Regions from separate parts of the Mus musculus genome. Here all the other regions are linked to region 3. Evidence: chromatin contacts called from public HiChIP or PLAC-seq and Micro-C data. All regions are on one chromosome and are shown on one strand. Each heading gives the region's core, a stretch centred on a gene start, on an enhancer-like site or on the middle of the called end of the contact. The rest is flanking DNA. Distances are from core to core; before and after follow the strand shown.

Evidence for each region. Hi-C and Micro-C count contacts between places; a contact is called where the count stands out from the background. HiChIP or PLAC-seq counts read pairs in DNA pulled down with a chosen protein or histone mark.
Region 1: a contact with region 3 is called in a FOXA1 HiChIP or PLAC-seq map of pancreatic cancer cells. The contact joins two enhancer-like sites. A contact is called at or near these places in 1 of 115 datasets of contacts at active chromatin or transcription factors (pancreatic cancer cells) and 1 of 9 other capture datasets (pancreatic islet).
Region 2: a contact with region 3 is called in a Micro-C map of embryonic stem cells, with 2.2 times the contacts expected there. The contact joins two enhancer-like sites. A contact is called at or near these places in 1 of 39 promoter capture datasets (pre-B cells), 2 of 15 datasets of contacts at CTCF or cohesin (large pre-B cells and pro-B cells), 15 of 484 Hi-C or Micro-C datasets (B cells, the Ba/F3 cell line, CD4 T cells and 9 more), 8 of 115 datasets of contacts at active chromatin or transcription factors (the HPC-7 cell line, T-cell acute lymphoblastic leukemia, acute myeloid leukemia and 4 more) and 1 of 9 other capture datasets (embryonic stem cells).

Annotation. Positions count from the first base shown.
Region 1 is chr11:86,950,975-86,954,672 of GRCm38.p6, forward strand. All of the region lies in intron 2 of Ypel2 (yippee like 2), which reads right to left. Among named protein-coding and RNA genes, the nearest start is that of Gm51915, 30 kb to the right of the region's middle. Within about 2 kb of position 2,352, at least 94 of the 459 cell types and tissues checked have an H3K27ac peak or open chromatin away from gene starts, as enhancers often do. A contact at or near this core is called in pancreatic cancer cells, where this site is marked.
Region 2 is chr11:86,835,021-86,838,789 of GRCm38.p6, forward strand. The region is part of intron 4 of Gm33742 (a long non-coding RNA gene); the gene reads right to left. Among named protein-coding and RNA genes, the nearest start is that of Gm51288, 16 kb to the right of the region's middle. Within about 2 kb of position 1,586, at least 62 of the 459 cell types and tissues checked have an H3K27ac peak or open chromatin away from gene starts, as enhancers often do. A contact at or near this core is called in CD8 T cells, Th1 cells, bone marrow-derived macrophages and 4 more, where this site is marked.
Region 3 is chr11:86,575,232-86,578,687 of GRCm38.p6, forward strand. No RefSeq gene overlaps it. Among named protein-coding and RNA genes, the nearest start is that of Mir21a, 7.2 kb to the right of the region's middle. Within about 2 kb of position 2,175, at least 192 of the 459 cell types and tissues checked have an H3K27ac peak or open chromatin away from gene starts, as enhancers often do. A contact at or near this core is called in CD8 T cells, Th1 cells, bone marrow-derived macrophages and 5 more, where this site is marked.

The sequences.
Region 1 (3,698 bases), core at 1,102-3,601, 380 kb after region 3:
GGTATGAGGAACTTGTCACCCCAGAAGGGGCAGGTTCCAAATCTGACACTGCAGCTCCCACCAGCGCATCTCTTGGCTCTTCTTTTACATCTGTGAATGGCTATCACGCCTGCTTGACAGGCCAGTTAAGAACGGTGAGCTTAACAATCTCTCACTGAAGGCTTCTCAGGAGCCTGAGGAAGAGATGGAAAGCTGACTCAATCCCTCAAGCCTCCTTTTCTTTGGTAACTTTGATCTTTTGGTCTTTAAAAAAAAAAGTTTTTATGTGTCCAAGTGATTTATATAGGCTTGTACATGAGCGCCGCATCACATGTATGCCTGGTGCCCAGAGGTCAGAAGAGGGCATCAGATCCCCTGGAACTAAACTCATGGCTGTTCATGCTTTATCATAGGGGTGCTGAAAATCAAATCCAGGTCTACACCAAGAGCAACAAGTACTCTTGACAGCTTGATCCTTCCCCAGCCTCTCTCTTAGAATGACAAAGGGTGAAGCTTCAAATGTCTTCATAAGAAAAGAATGAGGTTCGTGAGTTCAAGACCAGCCTGGAATAGAAGAGGAGATTCTGACTCAAAAGTGCTTGAGACATAAGAATGGAAACGTGACTTAAATATAACATTCAGTGACTCTTGGTACAGTCACAGGTTGTACAATCATTGTCACTGTCTAATTCCAGAACATTCTCACACTCCAAAAAGAAATCTCACAGCACCAGGGACCAATCATCCTTTCTCTCTCCTGCCTCGGCGTCTGCTAGGCAGGCTCACTTCTACCTCCATAGCGCTGCACAAGGCACTATACTTAAGAGGCGTTAGAGCATCTCATCAGGGTGGTAACGAGTGTTTCAGTAGAGGGACAGGAGGATTAGTAAGATCTTTTCCTTTGGAATTTTGGCTGGCGCCACCCCTGACCCAGCAGGAAACAGATGTGGCATGTTATGAGAAAGGGTCAGGTCAGCCACTTTCCTATTATTCAGTCTCATTCTTTTCTCTTTATATCATTAATGTCTTGGGGGGGGGGAACGGATCTAGTATCAGGGCAACAGGCTGGAACCCAAGTAAATAGCGCTAGATCCTCCCTGGACCATGGAAAGGTGTAAGAGTGGGGAATCTAGAAATGCTAGAAACTCCCAGAATGAGAACACATGTGCGGTTTAGCTACGAGCAAGGATTTCTGCAAGGGACTTCTCCCATCATCCCTACAACAACAAGTGTCAAAGGAAATGGACTCACATGGAAACAGGGGAGACGGGTTAATTATAAAGGAATTTCCTGACTGTGATTTCCACACTGGGACATAGGTCACCATTCGTGTATCTTCATGACTTACCCAAAACTTTCACATAGGGATTGGTGTGAGCCTGGCACAATGGTGTGCCTTGTAATCCCAGCACCGGAGTCAGAGGCAGAAGCAGAAGAACTGCCTCCGGGTTGCTGAGCTGAGTACCATATGACCCAGAGTGACTTACAATAGGGAGACAATGTCAAAAACAGAAAAAAAAGGAGCTCTTGCGGGATGGCCTCCTGGAGGTCGCTCCTCCATAACTTTGGCCTATGGGTCCCATTCACCCTCCCCTTCTTTAAGCACACAGAAGGTGGGGTGGAAGGGACTGGTTCTAAAGGAAGAAATATCTGTTGTGCACAGAGGATCCAGGGCCTTGGTGCTTCCATTCATTGCCAAAAGTCTGGGGTCTATGCCTGGTGGTGTTGAGACCTACCCCACACCTGTTGAGCCATGTGTCCAGTAGTTTCAAGGCTGGGCCTGAGGACCTGATGCCCCTGCTCACAGTCATGTCTGCCTCATGTTTGGTAATGAGGATGCTGGCAGCTTTGGTGCTTAGAAAGCCTTGGGCCAGCTCTCACTGGCTGCACATCCCTGGGTGAGTCACTCCTGAGCCTTGGGCACCCACATACAGAAAGAAAGGTTTGAGAACAGTGCTAGACGGGGATGCTGTGATAACTAAGCTCATGTGTGCGTACAGTAGGCATGCAGCCTGCTACATAGAAAGGTCTTACTAAGCTTCCTCAATAAGTGTTTCCTTTCATACAAGGATAGCTTTTAGGGAGCTCACAACAGGCCTCCCAGACTCCCTTCCAAATCACCACAGGCTCTGTCCCCACTGTGCTAGGGCCTCAGATAGACTTGGTGAACTAAGGGCAGGCTAAGCCTCCCAGGCCGTGGCAGTGGGTTTGAGTGGTAAATCCCCACATAAGCACAACGTGAGAAGACAGATGTTGCCAGCTCGAAGCGGTCCTCTGCTCAGAGAAACAAGGACTGGCAAAGACACAGTCTTCAGCTCCACAGAGTAGAGGACGCCGCCCCAAACCACACACCCTGTCCCCTAGGACAAAGGCTGGCTGGCGAGTCACCCTCACAAGGCCTGCTTAGGAAAGCGACCTTTTCTGAACTGGCCACTGGGAGTGGTGGAATGATGTAATGGCAGCCAGCTACTGGGCCCTTTGCAATTCAAACATAAAACTAAAAACTTCTAAAAGAGTATTCATGTTGGAGGTCAAAGTCACCAGGGCCTTTGAAAATAATTCAGAGTTACTATTATCTAAAGATGCTGTGCTCAAAGTACAAATACCAATATTTATATTTCATAATCAATATTTAAAATATATCAAGCAATATAAAAATCAAAATATCTGCTGACTCATATTTCAGTCTGCACCACTCCCGAAATCCATGGGTCACTTGCTAATGAAATACCCTTAGAGTTCTAAGGATAACTGTGCAGTCTGTGGTTAAACCAATGGACTCCCGAAGAATAAACTTCTAGCACCTTCCAAGGCTAAAGCCACACGCTCTACAGAAACAAACAAACAAACAAACAAACAAACCCACCCCATGCTTTCCACATACTTTTAGCAATTGCTGCAGTGAAATTGGAGAGTTAATAATGCATGAGACTGAAGTGGTTCACTGTAGGGGGGTGGGCAAGGGCAAGATGGCACAGCGGGTTAAGACACTCGCCAAGTCTGATGACAAGTTAATTCCCCAGGTCACATGGTAGAGAGAACCACACAATATGTAGTAAACTCTTGAAAAAAACAAAGTGGGGGGGTGGGGGGGCTTAGGGGGAAGGCTGGATGTAACAGTCATGGCTCATGCTGATATGGTACTTACTATGCCTGGTATATGATCTGAACACAATCCTCCAAGCAATATGATGAGGAAATTAAATTAACCCCACCCAACCACTTTGCAGATGCAGAAAGCACAAAGTGGTTAAGAAATAAATAAGCAAGCCCTGGAAAATTAAGCTTGGGTAACAAGGGTATTGTGTATACATGACACCCTAAAGAAGGGACTTAAATGAATGTACTATCAGGCTCCGGAGTTGTTACAGGCTACAATGCATGTTATAGTTTAAGTAAAGCCCAGAGCCTACAGGAACCTCCAGCTTCCTACAGCTTGTGTAGGTCAAAGTCTATGGCTTCTGACTTCAGGTCCCGAAATTTCCCGAGCAGGTGTTCACTGGGGAAAGCTGTCCCTTTAATGACGAGAGGATGGGACAATCCGTCAGAACTGGTGAAATCTCACAGGCTAGTCAAATGCCTCTGCTCCAATGCCATACTTACTTAACGGTACAGATTTAATCATCTCGCTCAAGTGAGTTTACCTTCAAGGAGGCAGCACAGAGTGCAAGCCTTCAGGGTTAAGCACACCACTGTGAGTTAACGAATTCGAATTCTGA
Region 2 (3,769 bases), core at 336-2,835, 260 kb after region 3:
CAGTCTTATAAAGCTGCTGGCAGGGGTGGTGTCTAAGGCTCTGAGTCTAAGGCCAGCCTGGTTTACCGTAAAAGTTCCAGGACAGCCAGGGCTACACAGAGAAACCCTATCTTGAAAATCAAACCAACCAAACAAAAGTCGTCCATTCACGTGGTCAATGACCTAAGCTGAAACCTCAGTCATTACACAGGGATTAGTTTGCATGAGAAGGTGTTTGAGGAAGGTAGGGAGGCAGCAGAGAGAACTAGGATGGAGACAACAGCTGGCAACCTCATCCCATTAACACGATAAAAGGCTAGGTTCTTGTCCACGTAGCTAGAACCGTAAGGATGTTTTTGTGGTTGTTGAATGTCCTTTTCTGTGTCCATGCTGATTTTCCTTATTGCCTTGTTTCCCCAAGACAACCAAGTGACCTCGCCTGAGGATTGTTGTTACTCTGTGAAAACTGTTTATCTTTGGTAAGGGAACGCTCTGAGACCAGCTGTGGGCTGCCAACTACAGGGTATCAGGGCCATTTTTTTTCTCTTTTCTTTATTTGTGTGTGTCCGTGTGTGTAGGTGAGCACACATGCCTGTGAAAGCCAATGGTTGATATGTCATGTTTTTCCAGTCTCTCATGCTTTGTTATTTTGTTGTTGTTGTTTATTTGCACAGAATTCTATTACACAGAATCTCACGTAGCTCATACTGGCCTGGAACTCACAGTGTGGCTCAGAATGGCCTTGACTTTCTGATCCTGCTTGTCCTTCCTGAGAACTGGGGTGATAGAGCTACACCACCCCACCATTTTTCAAGGAATACTTGGGATAGGGCCTGCAGCTTGATGTAAACTAGGCAAGCACTCTACCAACAGCTTGAATTCCATCACCTTATTTGTTTAAAGATTTTATTTACTTTTATTGTATGTGTCTCAGTATCTATGCACCATGTGTGTGCAGTGCACCTGAAGGCCAGAATGGGGAGTCAGACCCCCTGAAACTGGAGTTAGGTATAGTTGTGAGCTGCCATTTGGGAATTAAACCTCGGTTCTCTGGAAGAGCAGCAAGAACTCTTACCCACTGAGTCATCTCTCCAGACCTGGCCACTTTGTTACAGTTACGTTTCAGGGTTGTTTGGTTGTTTTTGTTATTTTGTTTTGTTTTTGAGACAGGAATTCACTGTGTAGCCTTGGATAGCCTTGAATTCACTATGTAAGCCAGGCTGGCCTCACACTCTCAGAGATCCACCTGCCTTTGCCTCCTTAGCTGCCACTATATTCTTTGAGGCAGGGTCACTGGCCACTGAAGTTTCCAGATCTGCATGCAGGAGCGCCTGGATATTGCATTTAATGAAGACTTTACCAACAGAGCTATCTCCCCACCCCCAGGGCCATTCCCCCTCCACTTTCTCAGTCAGGTCCTAGGCTTGGAATTGTACAAAACCCAGGTGACAACGTATAACTAAATGTGGAAGAAGGAGGCTCTCCCTGTTTCTCTACAGTTGTTGAGCAACTCCTTAAGTTGCTGCTTCAGGAATGCTCTTGGCCTAATGGCAACACCCTTTCTACAATAGGGGCAGAGGTGAGAGGGAGCTACTGCCCTCCAGTGGCTCCTATGGTAACTACATCAGGGACTGCATTGCTCAGGCAGGGCCATCAGGAAAGACCAGGGTAGAACAGAGCAGAGGAAAGTAGATTTGACTAGCGAAAGAACTAGTAAGATTTCAGGCATTACTGCAAATGTGACCTAATAAACTCAGCTCTGTAAAGGACAGAAAAATTATAGATTATATGAGCTGTAGGTTTTCAATAATTACATACTTCCTTTATAGCCAGAGAAGGTATATGCAAAGTGTAAGTATTCATATTGCACTAACAGGAATCACAAAAGCTAGACACACTGGATAAGTAAGCCAGATGTGGTGTGTCACACTTGCAATCTCAGTGCTTACAAGGTGGAGGCAGGGGCATAGGGAATTCATGGATAGCCCTGGCTACATGGTGAATTTGAAGCCAACCTGAGCTACAATGAAACCCTGTCTCAAAAAGCAACCTGGGGCCAGAGGGATTGCTTGATGGTTAAGAATACTTGTCACATTGCAGAGGACCTAGATTCAGTTCCTAGCACCCACATGACACTAACAGCCATATGTAGCCCTGGTTCCAGGGGATCCAATGTCCCCTTAGGTCTCCATAGGTACTGCATCTGTGCAGTGTATAGACATACACACAGGCAAAACACTCCAGAAAATGAAATAAACTAATCTCTTGGCTGTTTAAAAAACAAGCAATCAAAAACTAGATGAGGTTACAAAAAATTAATCAATGTTATATAAAATTTAAAATTTTAAATTTAAATTGTGGGAGGATGTTAAAAAATTGAAATCTACGCCAAAGATAATAGTGCAACTGCTATGGCAAAAAAAAAATGGAAGTGCTTCAAAAATTAAGCATATGGTACAATATTGATAAAGCATTTCCACTCAAAAGTGCCTACTGACCACAATTGAGGTCAGGGACCTGACTAAATAATTATATCATTTTTGATGGTAACAACCAAAATGTAGGAACAACCCAAATGTCTACTGAGAGATGAATGGGTACAGAAAGTTTGTAAATACATACAACAGACATTATTCAGCTTATAAAAGAAGATTAAAAGGACATTGTCATTCATGGTACAACGTGAATGAGTCTCCTAGCCAGGACGAGCCAGTCACGTCATGGAGACAGAGAGTGGAACAGTCATGGCCAAAGAGAGCGAGCGAATGGTTCCTGTTTGCCAGGTACAGAAAATAGATTTGGTTTTGTTGTTTTGGTTTGGTTTTGTTCTGGAGATGGAACCTAGGTTTTTCTGCTTGGTAGCAATCACTGTGTCACCGAGTTGAACTCCCAACCAGAAATTGTGCTAGCATTCTAGAGCTAGGTGATTGTGATGGCTTTATGAGTTGTTAATGTTAAATGAATTCATCTTTTTTACAAAACCTCATTTGGACACATTGAAAACTAATCCCTGCATTCCTTTTGTTATGCAACTTTGTACATGTGCGTGTGTGTGTGTGTGTGTGTGCACGCGCGCACACACACACACACACAAATGCATTCCTTTCTTTTTTTTTAAAGATCTATTTATTTATTTTATGTATATGAGTACACTGTCGCTGTCTTCACACACACCAGAAGAAGGCATCAGATCCCATTACAGATGGTTGTGTGGTTATGTGTGGTTGCTGGGAATTGAACTCAGGACCTCTAGAAGAGCAGTCAGCGCTCTTAACTTCTGAGCCATCTCTCTAGCCCATACACAAATACTTTTCTAGATTACCAGGCTGGCTTCAAACTCACAGAAATCCTCCTGCCTCTCCCTCCTAAGTGCTGGGATTTAAAGCTACCACACTCAGACCATAACTCGGGGTTTTATTACTTTGCCTTAATCATGGACTAAATATATTTTTCTTGATAAAATTATTTTAAACTAATAAACTTGAAAGCCTTAAAGGCCATTAGACTGAGCACTTTGGATGGGGAGACATTGAGGCAGGAGGATCTCAGGATTGAGGCCAGTCTAAGATACTGTGTATATACCAAGTTCCAAACCATTCTGAGTTACAAATAGAAACTGACCGTGTGTGTGTGTGTGTGTGTGTGTGTGTGTGTGTGTGTGTATGTGTGTGTGTGTGTGTGTGTGTGTATCAGGGCTGGGGGGAGTTAGGGGATTTGACTCATGGTAAAAAAAAAAAAAAAAAAAAAAAAAAAACCTTGCCTGGATATGCAAGGTCCTGGGTTTGATCCC
Region 3 (3,456 bases), core at 925-3,424:
TGTGTACATGTGACGGCTAGAGGTCAATACTAGCTACTAGACACAATCTAATTTTTTAAAAATTATACTTGTTTACTTATGTGGCTATTTGTGTGTGGAAGTTGGTTGGTTCTTTCCTTCCACCATGTAGGTCCCGGGGATTGAGCCCAGAGCTTCAGGCTTGTACAGTAAATGCCTTTTCCCACTGAACCCTCCTCCCTTCCCTAGGACTTTTGTTTGGAGACAAAAGTGCACCTTTATGCCCAGCTTTTGTTTTTTGTTTTTGTTTTTTTTGAAGGCAGAGTTTTGAGCTGGAGAGATGGCACAACAGTTAAGAGCACAGGCTGCTCTTCCAGTGGTCTGGAGTTGAAGTCCCAGCACCCACACAGCGGCTTAGTCTTCTGTAGTCGCAGAAGACTAATGCCGTCTTCTGGCCTCCTTGGCGTCAGGCACACGCATGGTGCAATGACACAGGTGAGGACAAGCATAAAGCACTTTACCAACTGAGTTCTCTTGGATCACCGTGTTTGTTGCGTCTAGTTTATGTGCTGTTAGGGAAACCAGGGCTTCCGGCTTGCTAGGCAAACATTTAACAATTGAGCTATATCCCTAACATCTCCCCACCCCCTTGTTTGTTCTTGAGACAAAGTCTTACTGTGTAGCTCTGGAACTTGCTATGTAAATCAGGCTGGCTTCAAACTCCTTCTGCGTCTTGTACAGGAATGAAAGGTGTGTACCACCACCAGGCCTGACATCTTTTTTCCTGCTCTATTGTTCAGTCTGGCCTTGAACTCCTAGCTCAAGACAGGCCTCTTTCTGTCTCAGCCTCTCAAGTAACTGAGACTTCAGACACACACTGGTGTGGCCAAGGAAAAGAATTTATTAAAGGATGTTAACCCCCACATGGAAAGAGTCTGAAGAATGGAGACTGAGGTCTAGTGAGTCAGCCACTGTAACAAAGGGTAGAAAGAGTTAGTTAGGAACTTTTTTACTTCCTTCTGCAGGGACTAGGAAACCCCCTCCCTGCCCCCAACACACACACAAGGTCTCATGCATCCCAGGGTCACCTCTGACTTGCTAGGATGACCTTGAACTTATTTTTACCTAGGTGATGGGTGTAGAGGCACCTGATAGGTGCATAGGCCCCTGTGGAGACCAGAAGAATATATGGGATCCCCTGGAACTGGGATGCTGTCACCCCAAACTTGGGTCCTTGGGAATAACAGCAAGTGTTAACTACTGAGACTATTAAGCCATCTCCTCCTGAGGTGTGGCCTTAAGTCTGTCATCATCTCCTCTATGTTGGGATTATTGGTTTGCAAAAAATTGGTATGCAGTGCATGGCCATAGACCCAGGGCTTCATGCATGCTAGGCAAGCTCTCTGCCACTTAAGCTACATCTTCTCTATGGATTCTTTGTACAAGTGTTTTGCTTGTATGTGTGTGTGTATGGGTACCATGAAAATGCCCAGCGCCCACAGAAGTCTGAGGGCAATGGATCCTTTGGAAGAACAACAGGTGCTCTTAGCAGCAGAGCTGTTTCTCCATCTTTGCTTCCTTTATCTTTGAAGGAAGCAAAGGCAGAGAGAGCATCTGAGAATTGAATTGATTGCTACATGCTTAAGAGACCACACAGCATCCCTCTCGCTGAAATGCCTGCTTATATCTTTACAGATTGGGCATCTCATTATGCCAGATCCCATGAGAACCCTTGTGGTCTTTGAAAACAAGGCAGGAACTTACAAGTGGAATTTGCTTTCCCCATTCTCCACCCCAGGAGTCCACACAAGTTAAGCCTCTCTTGCTGAACTCTGATGCTCCTGCAAGGTGGTATCACTGTGGTTACATGTCATTTATTCTGAATATCTATTCAGTCAGCTTCAGTAAGCAACAACTCTTCTACTAAATAACATGTAAACAACCTCAGCATCAAAGCAGTCAAGTGGAAAGCTGTCTTCACCATAAACTCCAGAAGGTGCAGAGGAGCCTTTGGGTTTGGCAGAGGTGGCTGGGAAAAGCCCTCACTCTGTCTTGAATACACATCTGGGCTCCTGGCTACATCCAGCGGAACATAGCAACACCCAGTACCCAGCTTTTCTCCTTATATAGAAAGACCATCTATGCAGGGATCACCACCCTGCAACCTCACTGGGAGGAGCCACTGGCTCAGCCAGCAGGACACAACAGGAGAGAGGAAGTTTTAGAGTTTCCTGTGACTCAAAGCACTAGTCACATTTCAGCAAGTGATCAGACAAGTGAAGGCTGCTGGTACTTCCGGAAAAGCCTGGAGGGCCTTTGTGTGGGATCCTGCAAGGTCCAGTGTGTGTGTCAGCTGAGCAGTGTGGGGATAACATTTCTAGGATCGAGAAACCTGAGTGGGCACCTCCCCACACCTACGCCTTTTATAAATCTTTCTTAGAGGGTAGCCATCTTCTGTCTCCCCTTACTATCTTTGAGTGGTGCGTGCATGTGGGTGTCAGATGTTCTGTCATTGACAACTTTAATTTTTTAAGGTCTCTCCTAGAACTCACTAATTAGGCCAGAGAGCTCTGGGGACCCTGTGGCTTCTGCTCCCTAGGGATAGGGTACAGATGTGGATGCTGGGGAATCCACTCAGGGTCTCAAGCTTGTGTGGCAAGCACTTTACACACCGAGCCATCACCCTAACCCGTCCTCGTTTCTCTTGCCTCTTTTACTCTGGCCTTGGCCCATACCCCAGCCTCTATTTGTCAAGTAGCCCCTAACTAGACTGCCACAGTACTCACTCAGCACGTGCTGTAGGCTGTGCACACAGTGGGCCCTTACAGAGATAATATTCTAGTGGCTAAAACAGATTGAACACAGAAAAGGGCAAATGAGTTGTAAATTAAGTACTTTGCTTTGTGTTGGTGGGACTGGAGATCCAATCTGCAGCCTCCTCAAGAAAACAAAACAGACTACAGCAAGGAGTAGAGGACTTGAGTAGACTGATCCAGCGAGTGATATTCTCTCTCTCTCTCTCTCTCTCTCTCTCTCTCTCTCAGGGCAGGGTCTCATCCAGCCTAGGTTGGCCTTCAACAGCTGGTCCTTCTCCTCCCAAGGGCTGGGATTACGGGCTAAGCCACCACACCTAGCTTCTAACCTCTTGCCAAGTCCCCTCTGACCAGCACGCCTTCTCTTGACTCATAGCTGCCTTCAGCTCTAATGCCAGTCTAGGACAACATCCTTTACTTCTTAATCAGAAACTGATTCCTTTACCTTAAAAGAAAGTTTTTTTTTTTTGTTTTTGTTTTTTTTTTGTTTTTTGACAAGGTCTCACTACACAGCTCAGAATGACCTCAAATTTGAAATTGCTCTGCCTCTGCTTTCAAAGTGCTGAGATCATGGAGGACTGACACCATAATCTGCCTTTTTTTTTTTTTTTTTTTTTTAAAGTGTGCTGATGCCGTTCCAGGCACTGATGATTTCACTTGGTTGTCAGGAAGATTAAAACAGGTA